Regions from separate parts of the Mus musculus genome. Here region 2 is linked to region 1. Evidence: chromatin contacts called from public promoter capture Hi-C data. All regions are on one chromosome and are shown on one strand. Each heading gives the region's core, a stretch centred on a gene start, on an enhancer-like site or on the middle of the called end of the contact. The rest is flanking DNA. Distances are from core to core; before and after follow the strand shown.

Evidence for each region. Capture Hi-C pulls out chosen DNA fragments and counts their contacts.
Region 2: a promoter capture Hi-C map of adipose tissue shows a contact between it and region 1. The contact joins the promoter of Plch2 here to the promoter of Tnfrsf14 in region 1. A contact is called at or near these places in 1 of 39 promoter capture datasets (trophoblast stem cells), 1 of 484 Hi-C or Micro-C datasets (nephron progenitors), 3 of 115 datasets of contacts at active chromatin or transcription factors (embryonic midbrain, embryonic stem cells and intestinal villus epithelium) and 4 of 9 other capture datasets (adipose tissue, embryonic stem cells, liver and 1 more).

Annotation. Positions count from the first base shown.
Region 1 is chr4:154,926,589-154,930,043 of GRCm38.p6, reverse strand. Tnfrsf14 (tumor necrosis factor receptor superfamily, member 14 (herpesvirus entry mediator)) reads left to right here and starts at 1,967. Exons shown (of 8, transcript NM_178931.2): 1 at 1,967-2,066; 2 at 2,797-2,905; 3 at 3,320-3,445. The coding sequence starts at 1,998.
Region 2 is chr4:155,009,482-155,012,694 of GRCm38.p6, reverse strand. Plch2 (phospholipase C, eta 2) reads left to right here and starts at 1,670. Exons shown (of 22, transcript NM_001113360.3): 1 at 1,670-2,056. The coding sequence starts at 1,711.

The DNA.
Region 1 (3,455 bases), core at 718-3,217:
TCCACTCTGCATTGTCTACTACAGAGGCACACAGATGGCTGTGTGGAACAGCCTCTGTAACATACGGCATACTCTTCTGTGTCCCTTTGGGGTGGGATTCTGGAGGACTGTGGACTAGAACATTGGCTAGTTTCATGTCAACTTGACACAAGCTAGACTCATCTGAAAGGAGGGACTTACAGCCCGTAAGATCAGGCTGTAAGGCATTTTCTAATTAGTGACTGATGGGGAGGGTTCAGCTCATTGTGAGTGGTGCCATCCCTGGGCTTGTGGTCCTGAATTTTATAAGAAAGCAGGCTGAATAAGTCATGGATAACAAGCCAGTAAGGAGCATCCCTCCATAGCCTCTGCATCAGTTTCTGTCTCTAGGCATCAGCCCTTTTTGAGTTCCTTTCCTGACTTCCTCTGGTAACTTACAATGTGGAAGTGTAACCCAACCAACCCTCGCTTCCTCATGTTGCTTTTGGTTATGGTGTTTCATCACTACAATAGTAACCAAAACTCAGAGTCAAAACCCAGAGAGAGCTGTCGTTGGGTCAGGGCCAGGTGTCCTCTAGCCTGGCTCACAGGGTTCATTGGAACAGGGTGTGTTGTTCTGGGTGTGGGCAGGTCCCAGCTATGAGGGAAATCAGTCCAGGGCCAGCCAAACCTATGAGGGTGGTGACCGATTCAGCTGGAGCAATAATTTGTGGTTAGTTTTAACGGTCAGTCGAGGGGTTGAGAGACGCACAGTAGCCCTGGTCAAAGAATCTTGGAGGAGCTTCATGTTCTGTGCGCCTTTGGGGTTCCTTATTTCTCTTTGGAGCCTCGTGACCAAGCCAGCTCAGCCAGTCAACAGGGTCTCAAGGGAGGGAGTGAGTATTGAAAAAGAAAACAGACAACACTATAACCTGACTCCAGCCCGTACCGCGGCTGAAGCAGCTGTTTCTCTCCCGCCTGCTTTTATATCATTCTAGGTTTATGCAACAAAACAAAACAAAAACAAACAAACAAAACCCATGGTCAGTTCTTAGATCAAAGACAAAGCAACCAAGTAAACAAGTAGTAAACAAGGAGACCACACAAGAGAGTGACCAAGGATGTGACAAGTAGTAAGCGCAAGGATGACACAAGGCTAACGTTAAGTGGTCAGCAAAGCAGTAAACAAAGCCCCGTGGTCATTGTTTCTGACATGCCGACTTCTTTGTCTGAGCCCAGTGACAGATGCCAGATTCCTAGAAGCACCAAAAGCTCTCAACAGCCTAGGTCTGTAGTAGGCCCCCACCCCATGACCTCAGCCAGTCTGTGGGCTGAGGAAGCCCAGCATACTACCCTGTAGTCCTACTCAAAGCCCCCATCCTCATCTGCAAAAGGAAAATTAGTCTGCTCCGCCTAGTCCCGCTCAGGGGCCAGTTAGAGAAGCCCATAGCCTGCTCAAAGATGATAAGAAACCCTGCTTCACCCTTAGAAGATAAAGAAGGCTGGCTCCTGTTCCTAGCGCCGAATGTGCTCAGAAGCGTATAGGCTGAAGAAGCGGGCAGTGATAAATTGGTAATGGGGATAACCCTGACGTGGTGTCTGGGAAGTGACTGGAAGCTTAAAGGGGGAGGGTCCGGTGAGAGGGGTGAGTTGGGAGGTAGGTCAAAAGATCAAGTTCCCAGTTCCCTGAGGCTGAGAGGTTCCTATTTCAGTTTGTCTGTCAGAAAATTCAAGGTAAGCACCGAGGTGTTTGTAGTGACCTGGGAGACAGACATACTTCCAGAGGGTATATATACAGGCTGGGAAAACTTGCTAGTGTCCCTGTATGGAGTCTGAAGCTGAGGCTCTGTTTGGACTTTAGGGCCCTCCCAGCACCACGCCCCGTGTGTACTTAATGTGCTCCATCTGCCTCTAACAGACTTCAGTCAGAGAGACTATTTTTTCTTTCATTTTCACTTTTCCTTGCCAAGGCTCATGAGAGTGTGTGAGGAGGTTCAGAGCCCATGGGGCTCTTGGCCTGAAGTTTCTTGATCAAGAAAATGGAACCTCTCCCAGGATGGGGGTCGGCACCCTGGAGCCAGGCCCCTACAGACAACACCTTCAGGCTGGTGAGTTCCCGAGCCCTTTACAGCCTCCAAGCTCCTTCCGGCCCAACTCCAGCCACAGCCCACCCCAGACATTTCCTGTCCCTTAGCTCTGTCTGGGCAGCTAGCTCACGGGGCTTTATGCTGCTTGGATCTGCAAATCTCTGGAGATAATTGATAACAACCTCAGGTTGGGAGGCTACAGGAAGGCAGGCCTCTGCCCCTCCACTCCCGGGCCTCCACTCACAGACACCTACTATGGCTCTCTTTAAAGGGCAGGAGGTGGTGCTATGAGCATAGTAGCCCTTGGCAGAACCCTGGCTGTCTCTGGACAGGCCCTGTAGCAAGAGGCCAACCATAGGTATCTCTGTCCCTGAGGATAAGCACCCTCACAGAGTGGAGACAGAGATCAGGGCAGGCTAGCAGGAGCCAGACAGAGTGTCTATCCTGTTTGCTCAAGTAGGATATACTAACCATCAGTCAGCTGTCCCTAGGATTCTGAAGAGCCTGTTCCCAGCCCCAGCTGACCCTGCTGCCTCTCAGGTCTTACACTGTCAGGCAATGAAGGCAGAAGGTAGGTTAAGCAGGCCTGGGCCCGAGCCCCTCCTACAGAGACACTGAAGTTGTGCTGTTTCCTCACTTCAAGAAGCAGAGCATGCACTGAGGGCCTGGACCAGCCTGGTGGGGGGGTTGGGGAGGGAGAGCCATAGCGATGGAGGTAGTCCTCTCCTCCAGCACTCATCTCCTCTCCCAGGTGCCTTGTGTCTTCCTTTTGAACTTGCTGCAGCGCATCTCTGCCCAGCCCTCATGCAGACAGGAGGAGTTCCTTGTGGGAGACGAGTGCTGCCCCATGTGCAACCCAGGTGGGAGTTCCCAGGAGGAAGTGCTGTGCCAGGGAGGAACTCCTGTCCTGAGCCTCTGGGCCTCTGGGTCCTCAGTCCAACGGCTGTACAGTGTTCAGTTCAGGGATAGTCCTCGGTGTCTGGAACCTTTGAAGTTCACTGCCTGGGGTGGGCCCGGGGGGTAGGGCAGGCTTTATAACCAGAGACTGAGACTGAAAGTGGGCTGGGGTCAGAGCCAGTTCTAAGGGATTTAGGAAGCCCCATCTCTGTGTTTCTGAATTGTTCATAGAGGGCAGACAGAAGGCCAACAAGTCCTGTGGGGCTTTAGTTGTGGTTGGTGCCATACTTGCTAGACCCATGTGAGGGTACAGGGAAGGGAAGGTTTCTGTGGATTAACCCCCAACCCTGCTGAGGAACTGTGGGTCCTGGCTGCAGGTTACCATGTGAAGCAGGTCTGCAGTGAGCATACAGGCACAGTGTGTGCCCCCTGTCCCCCACAGACATATACCGCCCATGCAAATGGCCTGAGCAAGTGTCTGCCCTGCGGAGTCTGTGATCCAGGTAGGAGCAC
Region 2 (3,213 bases), core at 421-2,920, 83 kb before region 1:
TGTGTGTGTGTGTGTATCAAATGGGAAGTGCAGTGGCATGGTCACTGGAGGCCTAGGGAGGGCTGTAGGGATGTGGACAGCATAAATGTCATCCAGGGTGAAGCATTAAGAATGCCTGTCCCATCTTGCCCAGCCTTAGCAGCCCACGGTTTTCCTGACACCTGGATTTAAAAAACAAAAACAAAAACAACAACAAAGACCCCAGCTTTTATCCACTACTCACTGGGGATCCCGGGCTTCACCTACACAGGTGACCATGCCATCAGGTCAGGATCTCCTGTGGCCTGTCTCCCTGGGGAGCGCCAGGGCTGTGCTACTTCCTGTCCTGGTGGTAAATGGTTCCTTATGCTAATTTGTGGCAGAGAGGGCAGGCTGCCTGTCCACCTCCAGCCAGCAAGGCCTCTGGCCAAGGCTCCTAATTGGGTCCTGGGTTTGGCTGTGAGTTGATTATATTGGATCTGGCCCAGTGGGTCCTGATTCCTTCTGGCTGAGCTTCCTGTTGTCCAGGACACATGAACAGGCAGGCCAGGGTCAAGAGGGTGGGCTGGACAGGGGTACCCAGGCTACTTTGTGAAGCAGGGTGATGTGGCTATTGGATGTGGAGTCCCCCCTCCCCCGGCAAGGACTCCCAGGATGAGCTGTCCCTTGCCAGAAACAGAAGCCTGGTTAGGGAGGAAGCTGGGGTGCCGTGATCCAGAGGCGGTGAAGCTGAGATGAAACCCCACCTCCCTTTCTTAACCATCTCTCCTGTCTCTGCTTGCCCTGAGTAAACCATGCAAAGTTGAATGCAGTGATGAGCACGTCTTAGATGCTCAGTGGCCCCATAGGCTGGTGTGGAGTGGTGGCCGGTGTCCTGGCAGATGATCAGGGTCCTCTCTGGGTCAGGAGACTGTCATGAGAGATCTGGATACCCGGATATGTCCAGCCTTGGGTGCAGAGTACAGTGATAATGTGCCCTGGGTAGTGGGATATCCCCACAGCTTTGGTTCTGTTGGGCATGGGAAGAAGGCAGCTGGGGGGTGGGGAAGGGCTGGGATTTGGAGTGGAATCTGCACAAGGCTCAGGGAACCTACATTCTCCTTCCCATACTGGATGTCAAAGTAGAAAGGTCTGTCCTGTCTTGCCTAGCCTTAGCTGGCCCTGCGCTGGCTTAGCTCTGGCCTCCAGCCAAAGGGGACTGGGTTCTTGGCCCTGGGGTTTGGGACAGCATGCGTCTGCTTTTTTTGTCCCATCTGTGGACCAGCTCACTACCACACAGTGGGGATCAAGTTGGAAGTCCTTATACGTACAAGGATTTCAAGTAGCAGGAAGTGAGAGCTCAAAACAAAGACACAGATACCAGCTCTGGATGGGCAGGGTTAGGAAGACAGCCTCATGTAGGACCACACCTGTGGACAGACAGACTCTCCTGGGGGGCAGTGTCCTCACAGAGGCCCTCACTCCTGGTCTTGTAAGCACTGTTTTATGTCCCAGGAGGGTCCCATGCCTAACCTGTTACCTTGCCTCAGCCTCAAACATGAGTCTGGTGGCTCATGAAGCAGCCTGCTCTGAGCTGGCAGCTGGGCCCTCCCCTGGCCTAAATCCTTTGTCCAGCTGGGCTGAATCCAGCAGGATTACTGGGCGGATTGGCCAAGGATGGCAGGGTGAGGCTTGGCAGCTCCCCCACCCCTGGCATTCATCTTCTTCAAATAGGCCTGGAGGTTCTAGAGGATGGGCGGACTGGCCTGGGGACCATCCAGGGCCGCAGGCAGCAGTTGGGTCAATGCCAGTGGGACCTGGGAACAGCCCTTGCGGGGCTTCAGTGGGCTCCAAGGAGGAAGACGAAGAGGTAGAGGAGAGAAGGGGATCCCTGAGGAGCCCCTGTGCCAGCTGACACCTCAGCTTGGCCTGTCGCTGAGGGTCCCTTTTGGCTTGGGGGACTACGGCTTGGATATGCCTGGTCCCCAGCCGTCTGCTGCCAGCCAGACCACAGGAGCCGTGGCTTGCCTGGCAGAGGTACTCCTCTGGGTTGGAGGGAGCGTGGTAGTGTCACCAAGATGGCAGCTCAGCCTTGTAGGTAAGAAAGGGCAAAAACCAAGTCCCTCCTAGGGACTGGCCAAGCCCTATGGGGCCACAGGATGCATAGCTTCCTATGGAAGTTAGGGCTGCCTCTGGGGCCTGGGATCCTTCCTTCGCCACACCAACATCCCAATTCCTTTGCTTCTTCCTCTGGGATCTCCAGGCCCAGAAACATTGCCTCTTTGCCCCCAGCCAGAAATCCTGTCCACCTCCTTAGCAGAGCTTGGAGGGTGAACTCCAAGTGGGAAGAAGGCAAGGCAGAACTGGAGCCAGAAAGCCCTGGTTGAATGTGCTGGGGGTATGGGGGTGGCTCATGTGGCTTCAGAGCTCTTTCTGAGGGGGGTCCTTGGAATTTTGTGGGGCAACAATACCTTCAGTGTAGCTATGGAGGCATGCAGGTGTAGACACAATGGTCTCTAGATGGTGTCAGGGAGGCCCTGTACTGTGAAGCACTGGACAGAAGGAAAGGGCTGTTGGGTGGCCAGTAGAAGGGTTCAGTGTGTGGAGTGGCGGAGGCCCTGGTCAGGGATGCCTGGTTCACTTGCTGCTCCTTGCTCCAGCAGCAGAAGGTGCACATTCAGTGGCTTAACTCTAGAACCACATCAGGGTTCTAGAGTAGTCTCTGTCCCCAAACGCTACCTCAAATGCACTAAGCAACCACGCTTGTGTCCCCACTGGCTGTGTCCCCTAGAGAGCCCTATCTACCTTGACTTTCCACCCCATGCCTACAGTTCCCCTCTGCTTATGGCCAGTAAGAGCTTCCTCCAGAAAGCCATCTGACCTGGCACCACTGTGGTTTTCTGCACCTCCTGTCTGCTGATGTTTCATTGCTGGCACTCAGGAGATTTGTCCCCCTGGCTCCTGGGTTTCCTAGGCATAGATAGGCTTGGGTCTGGCCTGAAGTCCTTCCCCTGGGACAGAAGTTGACAAAGGAGGTGGCAGGTGGCTCAAGGGGAGAGGAATAAGCTATGGACTTGAACCCAGCACCTCAGCCTCCCAGCTCTGTGCCTTTCTATAGGGTTTCTCGCTGACTTGGCTGCTCATGAGACAGGTGATGTTCCTGGTGATGCCACAGAAGGGTCAGTAGGCTGTCAGGAGTGGCCCATGGCACAGGCTAGCTGCCAGGTTTGGTGCATGGTGCCTAGGTCCACCTTG